Regions from separate parts of the Sus scrofa genome. Here region 1 is linked to region 2. Evidence: chromatin contacts called from public HiChIP or PLAC-seq data. All regions are on one chromosome and are shown on one strand. The core of a region is the stretch at or near the end of the contact, and the rest is flanking DNA. Distances in the headings are between cores, read along the strand shown.

The links. HiChIP or PLAC-seq counts read pairs in DNA pulled down with a chosen protein or histone mark.
Region 1: an H3K27ac HiChIP or PLAC-seq map of skeletal muscle shows a contact between it and region 2. The contact joins the promoter of MAP7D3 here to the enhancer-like site in region 2. A contact is called at or near these places in 18 of 47 Hi-C or Micro-C datasets (alveolar macrophages, brain, embryonic fibroblasts and 10 more) and 2 of 2 datasets of contacts at active chromatin or transcription factors (alveolar macrophages and skeletal muscle).

Annotation. Positions count from the first base shown.
Region 1 is chrX:111,415,688-111,421,971 of Sscrofa11.1, forward strand. It overlaps MAP7D3 (MAP7 domain-containing protein 3), which reads right to left and starts at 4,543. Exons shown (of 16, transcript XM_005657925.3): 1 at 4,427-4,543. The coding sequence starts at 4,475.
Region 2 is chrX:111,216,099-111,222,313 of Sscrofa11.1, forward strand. It overlaps SLC9A6 (sodium/hydrogen exchanger 6), which reads left to right. Exons shown (of 17, transcript XM_005657924.3): 14 at 1,676-1,706; 15 at 4,606-4,685. Among named protein-coding and RNA genes, the nearest start is that of SLC9A6, 43 kb to the left of the region's middle. Within about 2 kb of position 2,118, at least 13 of the 83 cell types and tissues checked have an H3K27ac peak or open chromatin away from gene starts, as enhancers often do. A contact at or near this core is called in fetal skeletal muscle, retroperitoneal adipose tissue and skeletal muscle, where this site is marked.

The DNA.
Region 1 (6,284 bases), core at 3,293-5,792, 200 kb after region 2:
GTTCTGATGCAAGGCAAAGGTGGAGACACACTCAATGAATTTCCAATGTCATGGTGTTATCCTAGGTAGGAAAATGTCAAGCAGATAAATTATGATACAAATTTACACACCTTGTGTAAACAGGTAGAAAATGGTAAATAAACTAAAATTCTAGGATGATACACATACAAGTTATTATTGGGGAATTCCCTGAACTTTTTCTTTCTTTTTTTTTTTTTTTTTTGGTTCCCTGACCGGGAAATGAATTCCCTGAACTTTTTAATTCCATATATGGTGGTATCTAAAATGCCCCACGATACTGGGCATCCTCAGGAAGGAGTTGGGGAATAACACTGAAAACTCTCTTCTACCCTTATATAAAAGCATATCACAAAAAATGCAACAGTTGAAGATGGGCAATTGAAATAAGGGACTAGGAAGACTACGGACTTTTGAGATTTTAGTTGCCACTGAGGAAGGATATCTGGGAGCCATTTAACAGAGTACCCTTGAAAGCAACATCACAATTGCTGCCATAGGAATTGCCTTTCAAAAGGGAAAAAGGATTTTTTTAAATCCCAGAGGCCTAACAGCTCAGATAGATAATCCATGAATCTAGATAAATCTGAAGATTAGACTCTTCTCAGCTTCCTCAAGTTATTTAACCAGCATCAGTTTTGTGGACAATTATCCTCTGAATTTGAGTACTAGTATATTAAGAAAATTCTTAAATAAAATATAGTCTATAAATTAATCAAATATCATCCGACACATCCTTCTCCCACTCACAGCATTTCTGTGTGAACACAGAGAAAACCACTGTTGTTTTCACACATTTGGTTTTCCTGATTAAAAGTCCTAAGGAAAGTCCACATTTTGGTACAAGTTAGTTGCCATAAGGACAATTTCCCTCAAAACGTACAATTGTACCAGATTAAAAGGTCTCATTAATCAGAAATAACCTTAGAAGTAGCTGTGGTGTGAATAATGAACCAAATCATATGAAGGTTATAATATCAAATCTGATTTTTTGAACTTTACATCCAAATTCCTACTGGCAAGAAATACATTCACCAAAAAGACAGGCTCTAAAAATGATTTGAAGTGCCCAGGTAACAGGGGAAAGCCTTTATGTGTGGACTTAACAGAATGAACATTTTAGCCAACTCCATTCCCAGAAGGAATTTACTTAATTTACATTATAGCAACATAAAGTGCGATAGAATATTTCTGTAGGGGTTTTTTTGTTTGTTTTTTAGGGCATATGGAGGTTCCTAGGCTAGGGGTCGAATCAGAGCTACAGCTGCCAGCCTACAACAAGCCACAGCAACACCGGATCCTTAATGAGGCCAGGTATCGAAACTGCATCCTCATGGGTGCTAGTCAGATTCATCCCCACTGAGCCGTGACGGGAACTCCTATTTCCGCAGTTTTTATACTAACTCTAAATTCCAAATTAAAAGTTATCTTTTGCCTGTAGATGAAATAAATAAAGTGGATATTATTCTTTTATTTTTTTACAGATGAGAAAACTGGAGATAAATACAACTTTCCCAGATCACACAGGTAGCAAATGGTAAAGCCAGAACTTAATTGATTAAAAAGCAACTCTAGTTTGAAATATCACATAATTATCAAGGTCCAGACTGTGCAAAACTGACGTCAACCTCTATATGACTTAGTTTAATATTCCCACCTCAGCTACTTCTAAGGTACAATAGAGCTACTTCTTTTTACAATACCATGGTGAAGGAATTAAGGTCTAAATTTATAAGACTGATTCAACAATAAGTAAATGGGTTCTGTATTTCCAAAATATACTTTTGGAAATACAGCAATGGAAATCTTTTAAAGCATTTACCATTTTTAAAAGAAAGCACTATTACGCTGTAGCTAAGAAAGGCCTAAGTTTAGAGAAAATGTGTAAAAGACATTACAAAAAGAAAACCATTCTTCCCTCATCGAAGGTGAGAATCATCCCAGCTATCTAGCCCAATAAAAGCCCCAGAATGAAATGAACCAAACACAGTTGCCACTAGGAAGCCAAAGTTAAAGAATGCTTTACACCTGATAAATTTTTAAAAGACGTCATTGAAATTTTGAGGCCGCTTCTGGACATAAAGCATTTTAGGTCATTTCCAATATAGTAGAAAATCTCTGCTTCTCTCCAGAAACCTCTCTTCCTCAAAACACACACACACACACACACACACACACACACACACACACACACGCTCAATCTATGTCACAAGAGCTCTGTTTAAGAATGGTGATAATTAAAGAATGGTAATAATCTTTTTAAAACTGCCCAAGCACAATCACCCCCAAATGCTTAATCCATGAGATGTCAATGATACTCATCCCAATACTTACCAGCAATTCTACATTGTCTGCCACAGCTGTTGCTCTTGAAATCACTCTGAATTCTGACATAAAAATCTGTAGCATCCCTGCCTCTCCATGACCTTTCTTCTATACTCATTAGAAATATTAGATCACATAAACAAATATTTTTTATTAGGTAGCAACGGACATGGATGGCAAAAAAAAAAAAAAGATTTCTTTTTTAATTATAAGAAGGGCTATGGTTATGGCAGAGAATACCATGAAACCAATCGCTACAGATTGATACAGTGCTATTCACTCTTATTTGGATACACAGAATAAAAAGAAGCAATTGCTAAAGTCTTATCAGGAGCTCTTGCTGGATATAGCTTTCAAAGTGTAGGGGGCTGGGGGTGTCTAGCAGCAGAGACTTTCTTCCAACAGCCCAGTCCCTGAGCCTTCTCACAGCTGCTGGCCCAGTCCTGAATCCGCCTTCATTCAAAGCTCAGCAGTTGGGAGCGGTGTGGTCTCTCGCAGATCCATTCCACCCGCACCCATACCGACGACCTCTGGTCCCAGCCTATGACAGTCTGCATGTCATCTGGCCAGGAAGAGGGTAAGAAAATACGAAGAAAAAAAATAGGAAACCAAAGAAATCTGCAATTGGGGAACCACAAAAATAAGTCGGACTCAGGGAGTTTTGCCTAAAACAGCCCCAAGGTCTACTATTATTTGGATAATGGAAAAGAAGCCATTGCCACACAAAGTGACAGAACATTTCATTGACTCTTTGTCCCCTTCAGGAAAATGCTGCCACCATGAGGTTAAGTTCTAGTCAAGGTGGTTCTCTGTGAAAATTTAGCATGTGATGTTTTCAATTCCTAATATGAAATGGGCAGCAAGGATGGGAACTAGGGTTCTGAGTTATGCCTTTTTTGGGCGGGGGGGGGGAAACAGCTTTAAGGTTTTGGTTTGATATACTGTCAATTCCAGCAACTGCCCCATATAAAATTTAAATACTTTTCAACATTCAATATACAAATACTTTGGGGGATTACCCAGAATGCGGGTTAGTTCAGGGAAACAAGTCAGTTATCAGGGAGACTTGGGTGGCACTAATAAAGCAATGCGAATTGCCTGCCAACTCTCCCTCTAGGTGAACCATAATAAGCTAGAGACAGAAGAGGCTCTCTCCCTACGGAATGATGAAAAGTCTATTTGCGTCTGACATATTCTCTGGGGAGTTAATTCAAAGCGTTCTGAAGTAACAAAGCCTCTCAGGCTAAATTATTTTTTCAAATGCAAATCCAAAATCAATACGGTTGTTTCATTCAAGCTCAGAGAGGAGGAAGCTAACCTGAGAACTAAAAGCAACCTCTCACAAGCAAGAAATACTATCTCGCTCAAGCAGGGGAGCAGTCCCCTGGGCAATGCGCTGCCAACGTTTCTAAAATTAACGATTTTTAAATCGTTATCAAGGAGGGAAAAACTTTTTGGCGATGGGGCCCGTTGAGGAGAACCCTCTGAAGTGCTGACTCCCGTTCGGTTCAGCCTAAGGTCTGCGACAGGTCCCACGGAAGGTGACACCGTGGCCAAGTCGTGTGCTACAGGAGGCAACCCAAAGCAAGACCACCCCCCCAGGCCCCCTCCTCACCCGACCTTGACCAGGAGGATGCGGGAGACGCAGCCTTGGGCCAGACATGGGTTGCGACCCTGAGAGAGGATGAAAGCTCGAGCGCCCGGGGCAGAGGGCAAACTCCAGGGCTGCCCGGGGCCGCGAGGGCGTCCGCCGCCCCCCGAGGGCAGGCGGGGCTCGGGACCGTCCGGGGGGCCCCGGGTCCCCGCCCTCCCGCCCCAGCAGCGCCGTTAGTTCTCTCGCGCGCCGCCCGCCAGGGTGCGGCTAGGGCCCGCGGTCTCCTCTCCGGTCCCATCACGGCGCCGCATCCCGTGTCCGGGCGCTCTGGCACAGGTGAGGGGAGGACCGGACGGGGCGCGAGGTGTCCGGAGTCAAGTTGTCCGGCGCGGGTCGCGCCGCTCCGACGGTCCCTGGGGCCGCGAGAACCCTGCTTCCCGCGCAGCCCCGAGCTCCCCTCACCCCCCCGGGAGCCGCCGGCCGGCTCACCCATCCGTTCCCGCAGCCCCTTCAGGGACGTGCGGGTGCGCTCCGCCATCTTCCGAGGGGCTGAGTCCCGAGCCGCAGCGGGCGCTGGGGCCCCAGTGCGCAGGCTCTGGCGCGGCTGCCGCGGGGGCCGGGGCCGTGGCGCCGGGGGGCGGGGCGGGGCGGGGCGGGGCCCAAAGGCAGCCGCGCCCACCCCGGACCCGCAATCGCCGCAGGGCTGCCTCCTGTGCACCAGGTTGGGAACCAGGTTGGGCGACCCCCTGTGTAAAGAAACCCTCTCCTACGTCCGGTGCTCTCCCCGCACCCTCATTCTGGAGGCCGGCCAATCATCAGCCGGCTTGGCCCTCCAGCATTCCTTTTTTCTTTCCATCACTTCTACCTACCTTTCTTCATCCATTCATTCACTTTCTAAGTGACTCCTGGGTGCGCTTGCATCATGAGTTAGTCTTTGAAACACTACAGAAAGGCCCAAATTGGGGGGAGAGGCCCAGGGAGAGGTTGGGAGAGAGAGAGGTTCTTGTGGAGTGTTAAGGGCTGAGTAAAGACTTTCTTAAATAGTCTTGACACTATTAAGACACTTTAGGTTGTCTAAAGTTGTGTGAATTATCTTTAGGCTGTTTGTGGGTCATTAAAGTGAAGGAGAGGACATTGCTGTTAATCTCTCCGGATATAGATAGATATTCCTAAATTCTTAGTATCCAGAATGCATAAAGATCGTTAAAAAAATACTTATAACCGCGCAAAAGTGAGCAAAAGGTATAAACAAGCCTTTCATCGGAGAGGAAACACAATAAGCATAAAATGCTCACACTCTTAAGCACTCAACAGAATACCAGTGAAAACCACAGGATAACATGTTACACCTACAGATTTGGCAAAAATTAAAGAGTGGACACTAAGTGCTCCTGAGGATGTAGTTTAATATTACTGGGGCAAAATAGCACTGTAAATCAATTATACTTCGGTTTTAAAAAATCCTAGTGGGGAAAAAAGTTTGGCATTATAGCATCTGAAGCCCTGCTCCTGCCTATATACAGACACCAGCACTTTTAGCAGGACATACATGATTAGGGCACCAGCAAGCACATATACATACACACTAATTCAGTTTTGATGGATTTACCTGGCACTTCACAAAGAGAAAATCTAGAAAAATGAAACCTCACTTCTGCAGTTTCTTGCAAAAATGTTGAACCCACTGTTAGATGGTGAACCCATGTAATAGTGAGGAAACATTCAGACAAATCCAAACTATGGCATATTCTGCAAAACAACTGACCTGGAATCTTCAAAATGAAAGATTAAAAGCAAATTTCAGGAGGAATTCCTGCCATGTCACAGAGAGTTAAGAACCTGACTGCAGCGGCTTGGGTCGCTGAAGTTGTGGTTCTATCCCTGGCCTGGTGCAGTGAGTTAAAGGATCCTTCATTGCCACAGCTGCAGCTCCAGTCGGAGCTGTGGCTAAATTCAATCCCTGGCCCAGGAACTTCCATGTGCCCTGGATCAGTGGACTGTTTCAGATCAGAGGAAGCTAATGAAACCAAGTGTAATAATGTATGATCTTTGATTAGAACCTAGATTAAAAAAAAAAAACAACTTGGAGTTCTCATTGAGGTGCAGCAGAAACGAATCTGACTAGCATCCGTGAAGCTGGCCTCACTCAGTGGGTCCAGGATCCGGTGTTGCCCTGAGCTGCAGTGTAGGTTGCAGATGCGGCTCTGATTCCTCGCAGCTGTAGCTCTGACTCGACCCCTAGCCTGGGAACTTCCATATGTTGTGGGTTTGGCCCTAAAAAGCCATAAAAACAAAACGAAGAAACCAAAAAAAAAAAAAAAAAAAACTCTAAAGGGCATTCATTACT
Region 2 (6,215 bases), core at 868-3,367:
GCCGTGTGCTTAGCACAGTGCCTGGCGGGTAGTGACTGCTCTGCTACACATCCACTGCGCTGCCTCGGCCTCCAGCCGTGTTCCCCCTGAGACTCACCAAGTTGCTGCCTGCCAGACCACTAGGTGTCACTTTAGATACACGAATGTGGTTAGAGTTTCCCATGGCTAAGAAGCTATTAGAGACCTTTTGGCCATTTTAACGAAGAAATGAGTGTGTGTGTATTTGGGGGGGGGGATTCTGAATCTAGTCATGGCCATGTGTTTTCACATATTGGATTGTGATTCACTTGCCTTCCAGATGAGGTCTTGCAGCGCTTCCTTCCCTTCGGTGGTATTCATATTCTGGGATGCTCCTGCTACAGCTTCCCATCCTGCTGTGTGTTCTGTGTTGTCTGTAGTAGTGACCTTAATTGATAAACGTTTGAGCGCCTCTTGTGTGTCAGGTACTGTGCTAGACTCTGGGGAGACAGAGCTGAGCTGGGACCTGGCCTTTACCCTCAAGGAGCTCACAGTCTGTTTGGGGAGACTGACCGGTAAATAATTATACTCTACTGTGCTCAGTAGTATGATGAAGGGACCTAGGAGGTGCTGTAAAAGCACAGAGGAAAAATGATTCTGCCTGAAAGGGTCATAGTATGGCTCATTGGGAACTCGACAAAGGAAGAGAACGAGATAAGTGCCAGTGCATTTCACGTAGAGGGCACAGCATGAGCAAAGGCAAGGAGGCTCCGGAGAGGACAGGACCTGGGGAGAGCCTCGGTCGAGGCTGGCTGACACGGGGTGTGTGGTAGAGAAGGGGGGTGGGGGCAGGCTGGAGCGGCGGGGCTTGCTCGTTTGAATGCCACGCAGAGGACTTGAGCCTTGGTCCTGTGAGTGGCAAGCCCCTCTCGAGGCTTTTGTCAAGGCAATAAGCTGGTGAGTCCTGTGCTTCAGACGCCCACCTCGAGGTTAGAGGCAGTTGCTCCAGTTGCTCCAGACCCCATCTGTCAGAAGGAGGCTCGGGCCTGAGCAGCTGGAATGGACAGGAGAGAAGATCTGAGGAGCAGTTTAGAGAAAGAATGAATAGAGTTGCCGAGCGCTCGCATCGAGGTGACAGAGGAGTCAAAATGAGCTTCTTCATGATGAAGTTGTTCCCTGGGTAGAGAAAGCAGGAATTTGAAGCAGATAAAGAGAAATTATGAAGAACCAAGGCTGATGTCTACCCATTAGTTTCTGGAAAAAAAGCCCTGGAATTGAACCCTCTCTTCAGTCATAACAGAATGTTGCCAGGAGAGCTGAGGGGCCTGCAGACAGGCAGCTCCCTCCTGGCACTGCGGTGGGCCAGTCTTGTCTTGGGACCTACCCCATAGTTGCTCCTCAGCAGCGAGGGCAGTGCTGCTGTCCCTAACACTTGCTCGCAGTGGGCTGAGAGTCAGAGACGACAAGGAGGTCTTTCTGAAACTGGTAAGTGGGGTTGGATTGCAGGAGGAGAACGTTAGCAGAGCCTGCTTGCCTTAGGATCCAAGCTGTTGCTAAGGAAAGTGGCAGGAGCCAAAGCACCAGCCGCCATGTAGCAGCACGGAAACCTTAACCGTTCTGGAGCTTCTGCGTTGAGAAAACGGGCTGCCTGACAGTGTGTGAATAGACCCTTTTTTTGGCTTTGAGATCTCATTTGCTTTCTGTGTTTCTCCCTCAGGGTTGGTGTTGATTCAGACCAAGAACATTTGGTAAATATGCGTTTGTGTTGTCTCTGGCGTTTCTGTTGAATGTGCAGTCGCTGGGAGAGAAAACTCATCTACTGTAGACTGCGTGCCACTATTATTTAGATCCTGTCTTGTTTGCATCAGCTTTTCACTGACATCATTCCTGGCTTTTCTCACTGCTCAGCAGAGACAAAACTGAATTTTAGGCAACATGTGGTGATCCAGGGTGACAGCTCTCCTATCTGTGGGCCAACCTGGGCTTTGGGCACAGCCGAGAGCAGTTCCTTCAGTGCTCCTGGGTTTTCAAGTGCCTGCCCTGGCACAGGCAGCCTTTTTCCACTTTGGTTTGCGCATAAAGGCTTGTCTCTGATGTCAGCCCCACTCCAGCTGCTCTTCCTGTGGAACTTTCAAATTGGATGACCAGCAGCTGCCCTTGAGAACTGCCTGGAAGCTTTGGAGTCTTCAGCCAGTCTTCCCGCCTGTTCAGCTTTCTTAGCCTGAGCCTCAGCCCTGCCCACGTTTCCTGGCTTATTTACCTCCATGTGTCACTTTCTCGGTTGGTCCTCTGAGCTTGAGCCTGTAGACGAATGCAGTGTAACCCAGTGCCTTCCCTCAACTGACCACCCTTTTCTGGTTTTTCCCTCTGCTTTATTTTGTGGGGGTGGCACTCGCGGCATATGGGAGTTCCTCTGCCAGGGATCCAACCCGAGCCCGAAGTTGTGACCTGCACCACAGCTGCAGCGATGCCGGGTTCTCAACCCACTGTGCCTCAGGGGAGCATCTGCCCTCGGCTTCTTAATGCTTTCTGAGCAGCATCACTGAATATGTCCCTCTGCCCCAGACGTGAGGTGGGAAATCACAGAAATTAGGGTTTTGAAGATGAAAAGCATCACTTTCAAAAGACAGTTCTTTTTCTTGTCTGAAACAAGCCCTAGTCTGTTTTTTTGTTTTTTGGGTTTTTTTTTGTCTTTTTGTCTTTTTTAGGGCCACACCTCGGCATATGGAAGTTCCCAGGATAGGGGTCGAATGGGAGCTACAGCTGCTGGCCTACACCACAGCCACAGCAATGCCAGATCCTCAACCCACTGAGCGAGGCCGGGGATCAAACCCACGTCTTCATGGATACTAGTCCAGTTCGTTAACTACTGAGCCATGATGGGAACTCCCAGCCCTAGTCTATTTGTCTTCAGGGTGTAGTTCAGGAAAAAACCCATTTAGCAGATTCATTTCCTATATGTTCATTTTGCCAGCTGTTTAGTCATGAGTATGTATGTGACATAGTACTTGCCTCTTCTGTGGTCAGAACCTGAAAGTATAATTTCATGGGCTTGAAATACTTGTGCAAACCAGGCTTAGATAAATTCCATAAGGCTGAGCTGCTGGGATAGCTTCCAAGGGGTAATAGCCCCTCAGCGCCTCCACCCTCACGTCCAAACAAGAAGAGCTATCAAATGGCTCACCAGACAGATGCTTGATCACCATCTGCATGGGTCTCCACCTGCTCTGTCACCCCTGTCACCACAGGGGAGAAATGGAAATGGAGTGAGAGGGGGACAGTCAGGTGCTGAGTACTGGCTGTAACATCCAGAAAAAAAAAATACCATTTTTACTTTGCCCTCAAAGCTGTATGGATGCCCTCGCTGAGCATATTGTTTACTCAGTACTTCAGGTGTCCATCCGAGAAGCGCAGAGGAGGATTATAATAGGTATGGAGTTGAGGAGGGGGGGGAACAGGTGTTCTTGTGGTGAGAAGATCGAGGGATTTATAGATTCATTGCTCTTCAGAAAGCGGAGACGTACCAGCCAACACCTCCTGGTGTGAGAGGAAAATTGGGTGCTTCTTGGCTCTTATAAGCCCACCCGGTGCTCTTAAACGTTGCGTGTGGGCCTGTGTGCTGCTGCATGTTGAGAGGAAGATTCATTTATTTCAAGAATCAGGAAGAGCAGGAACCCAAACCCAGAATCAGAACTCTGCACTCTTCGAAATTCATGGAACCATAGACCATTCATGCTGGAAAGAGCCTTTAAGTCACGTTGCATCCATGAAAAAACTCAGGCCCGGAGAGGGAAGGGCCCAGCCAGGTCGTGTCAGAGCCAGACGGGCCAGACTGACCACACCGTATTACACATAGGGACCCACTTTAGGCTTTTGGAAGCTGTCTATGCAGAGGCCTGCTTGCTCTGCATGTTTTCCCTTCGGCCAGTCCAGCTCACCATGGACTTTCCCTGTTTGCTTGCCTTTTGTTAGTGTCTAAGAATAATAGCGGCAGCTTTGAAAATGCCAGTTACTTTTGGGGCCCATGACAGCTCTTAAAGACTGGGATGTCGATGTGATGTTTTCTACTTAAGGTATAGTTCACATTGTGGGTGTAAACCTTTCAGATTTAGGGGTGAATTATCCCACATGGGTTTTTTTAAATCCCTCAGTGGGCTCATAAATCAGCAAGCAGCCTGAGTAACGGAAGTGTTTGGAAAAACACTTCAGTTTCTTATTCCCAAGCTGCAGTATACAAGCTAGTACATTTCTTTTTTTGTCTTTTGTTTTGTTTTGTTTTTAGGGCCACACCCGCGGCATATGGAGGTTCCCAGGCTAGAGGTCAAATCAGAGGTACAGCTGTCGGCCTACGCTAGAGCCACAGCCATGCCAGATCTGGGCTGTGTCTGTGACCTACACCCCAGCTCACGGCAACGCTGGATCCTTAACCCACTGAGCAAGGCCAGGGATCAAACGCACAACCTCATGGTTCCTAGTCGGATTTGTTTCTGCTGTGCCACGACAGGAACTGCAGCTAGTACATTTCTGATGTTACCCGTGTGGGAGAGGATCTCAGATGTGGTAGGCGATATTTCTGAGTCTACAGAGAAGTGATTCTTAAATGTGTTTTTATCTTTGTGTATGTATTGATTTATTATCTGTTTGCAGGGTATTCCTGAAAGTGAAAGAAGAACCACCAAAGCAGAGAGTGCCTGGCTTTTCCGGATATGGTACAACTTTGATCATAAGTATCCTTGAGAAAAAAATTGGTAGTGTGGACACGGACAATTACAGTTTTTTTGTTTGTTTCCTTGTCTTTTTAGGGCTATACCTGAGACATATGGAAGTTTCCAGGCTAGGGGTTGAATTGGAGCTACAGCTGCCAGCCCACACCACAGCCACTGCACTGTGGGATTCGAGCCTCGTCTATGACCTATGCCAGATCCTTAACCCACGGAGCAAGGCTAGGGATCAAACCCGCATCCTCATGGATACTGGTTGGATTCGTTTCCACTGCGCCACAGCGGGAACTCCAACAATTACAAGTTAATGGAACAACTGTTTTGACTACCCTCGTCCTGAGCTGAGACGTAAAAGCGGTCATTGTTCCTCCCTTTCCTCTGCAGTGCAGCGGAGAAGGTTACTAACGGAAACCCACGAAACCAGTAGGGACTGCTTCCTGCAGATGCTGGCTGCGTGCAGGGCCTCGGGAGACCTTGTGAGAGCCTTGCTTTGATATATAGGTTTATTTATCAAGCACACTCTAATATTTATTGTCCTTCAGCTAATTCAATGAATGCCACAAAAAGTATTTGTTGGTTCTTGTCAGTGTTCTTGCTAGGGCAAAAGAGGAAGGGCTGCCTTAGGAAAAAACCATGAGAAAGAAATGCAGCAGTGCTGGAGACCACAGTGAGCCCTTTTTCTGTGGCCTTTCCAGAGACTGGGAGATTCTGCTCTCCACTCGGAGTGCCAGTGCTTCCTTATTTTTACCGGATTCCTTTCTGGTCCTATTGCAACAGTCTTCTTCAGAGCGCTCCTTTAGGTGGGGTTACAGATAGTAACCTGTTTAAATCATGCCTTTTGAAAAGCATTTTATCACTCGCCGTTTATTAATTTCCTCTTTGAAAATTGAAGTAGAAAAAGGGACCATGGAGTTCTTTCTAGCTGAGACCTGTCAGTAAATGAATCAAACCCTGGTTTATGTTCCATTGAAGCAGATTTGGGACAACCGTGTAAAATGTTTTTTCCTTGCTTTTGACTTTCTCATCAAAACCTTCTATGTTTAAGAAAAATACATGTGACACTTATCATTAGAAACTACTACTTTATTCTCTTTGCTAGAATTTTACATTCGCTTTTTGCAAGAACTCAAGATTAGATTAATATATGAAAACATGAATGCCGCATATCTCTGGTATTAAGACTCCCATTAGAGAGAGAGAGATGCTGCCTCTTTAAAATTGTTGAAAAATTATGTCATTATTTTTGGCTCCATTATCAGCATTTTGGGTATAAGCCACTCCCATATCTCTTGGGGCTTTTTCATCCCTCTGGTTTAACAAAATTGTTCAGTTTTTCCTGCCTAAAATGTTTTGTGCATTTTCTGCATAATATACAAAGTAACTAAATGATACGAATGTAGCAAAAGAGTAGAATAATTTTTTCTATGTATTCTTACAGAAGTAAACACCAAGAATTGTTTGACTCAGTATTATTAGCCTCAGACTTGGTAAATTTGATTCCTAGTGCCCTGGTAGAACTAAGCATTCATCATTCCA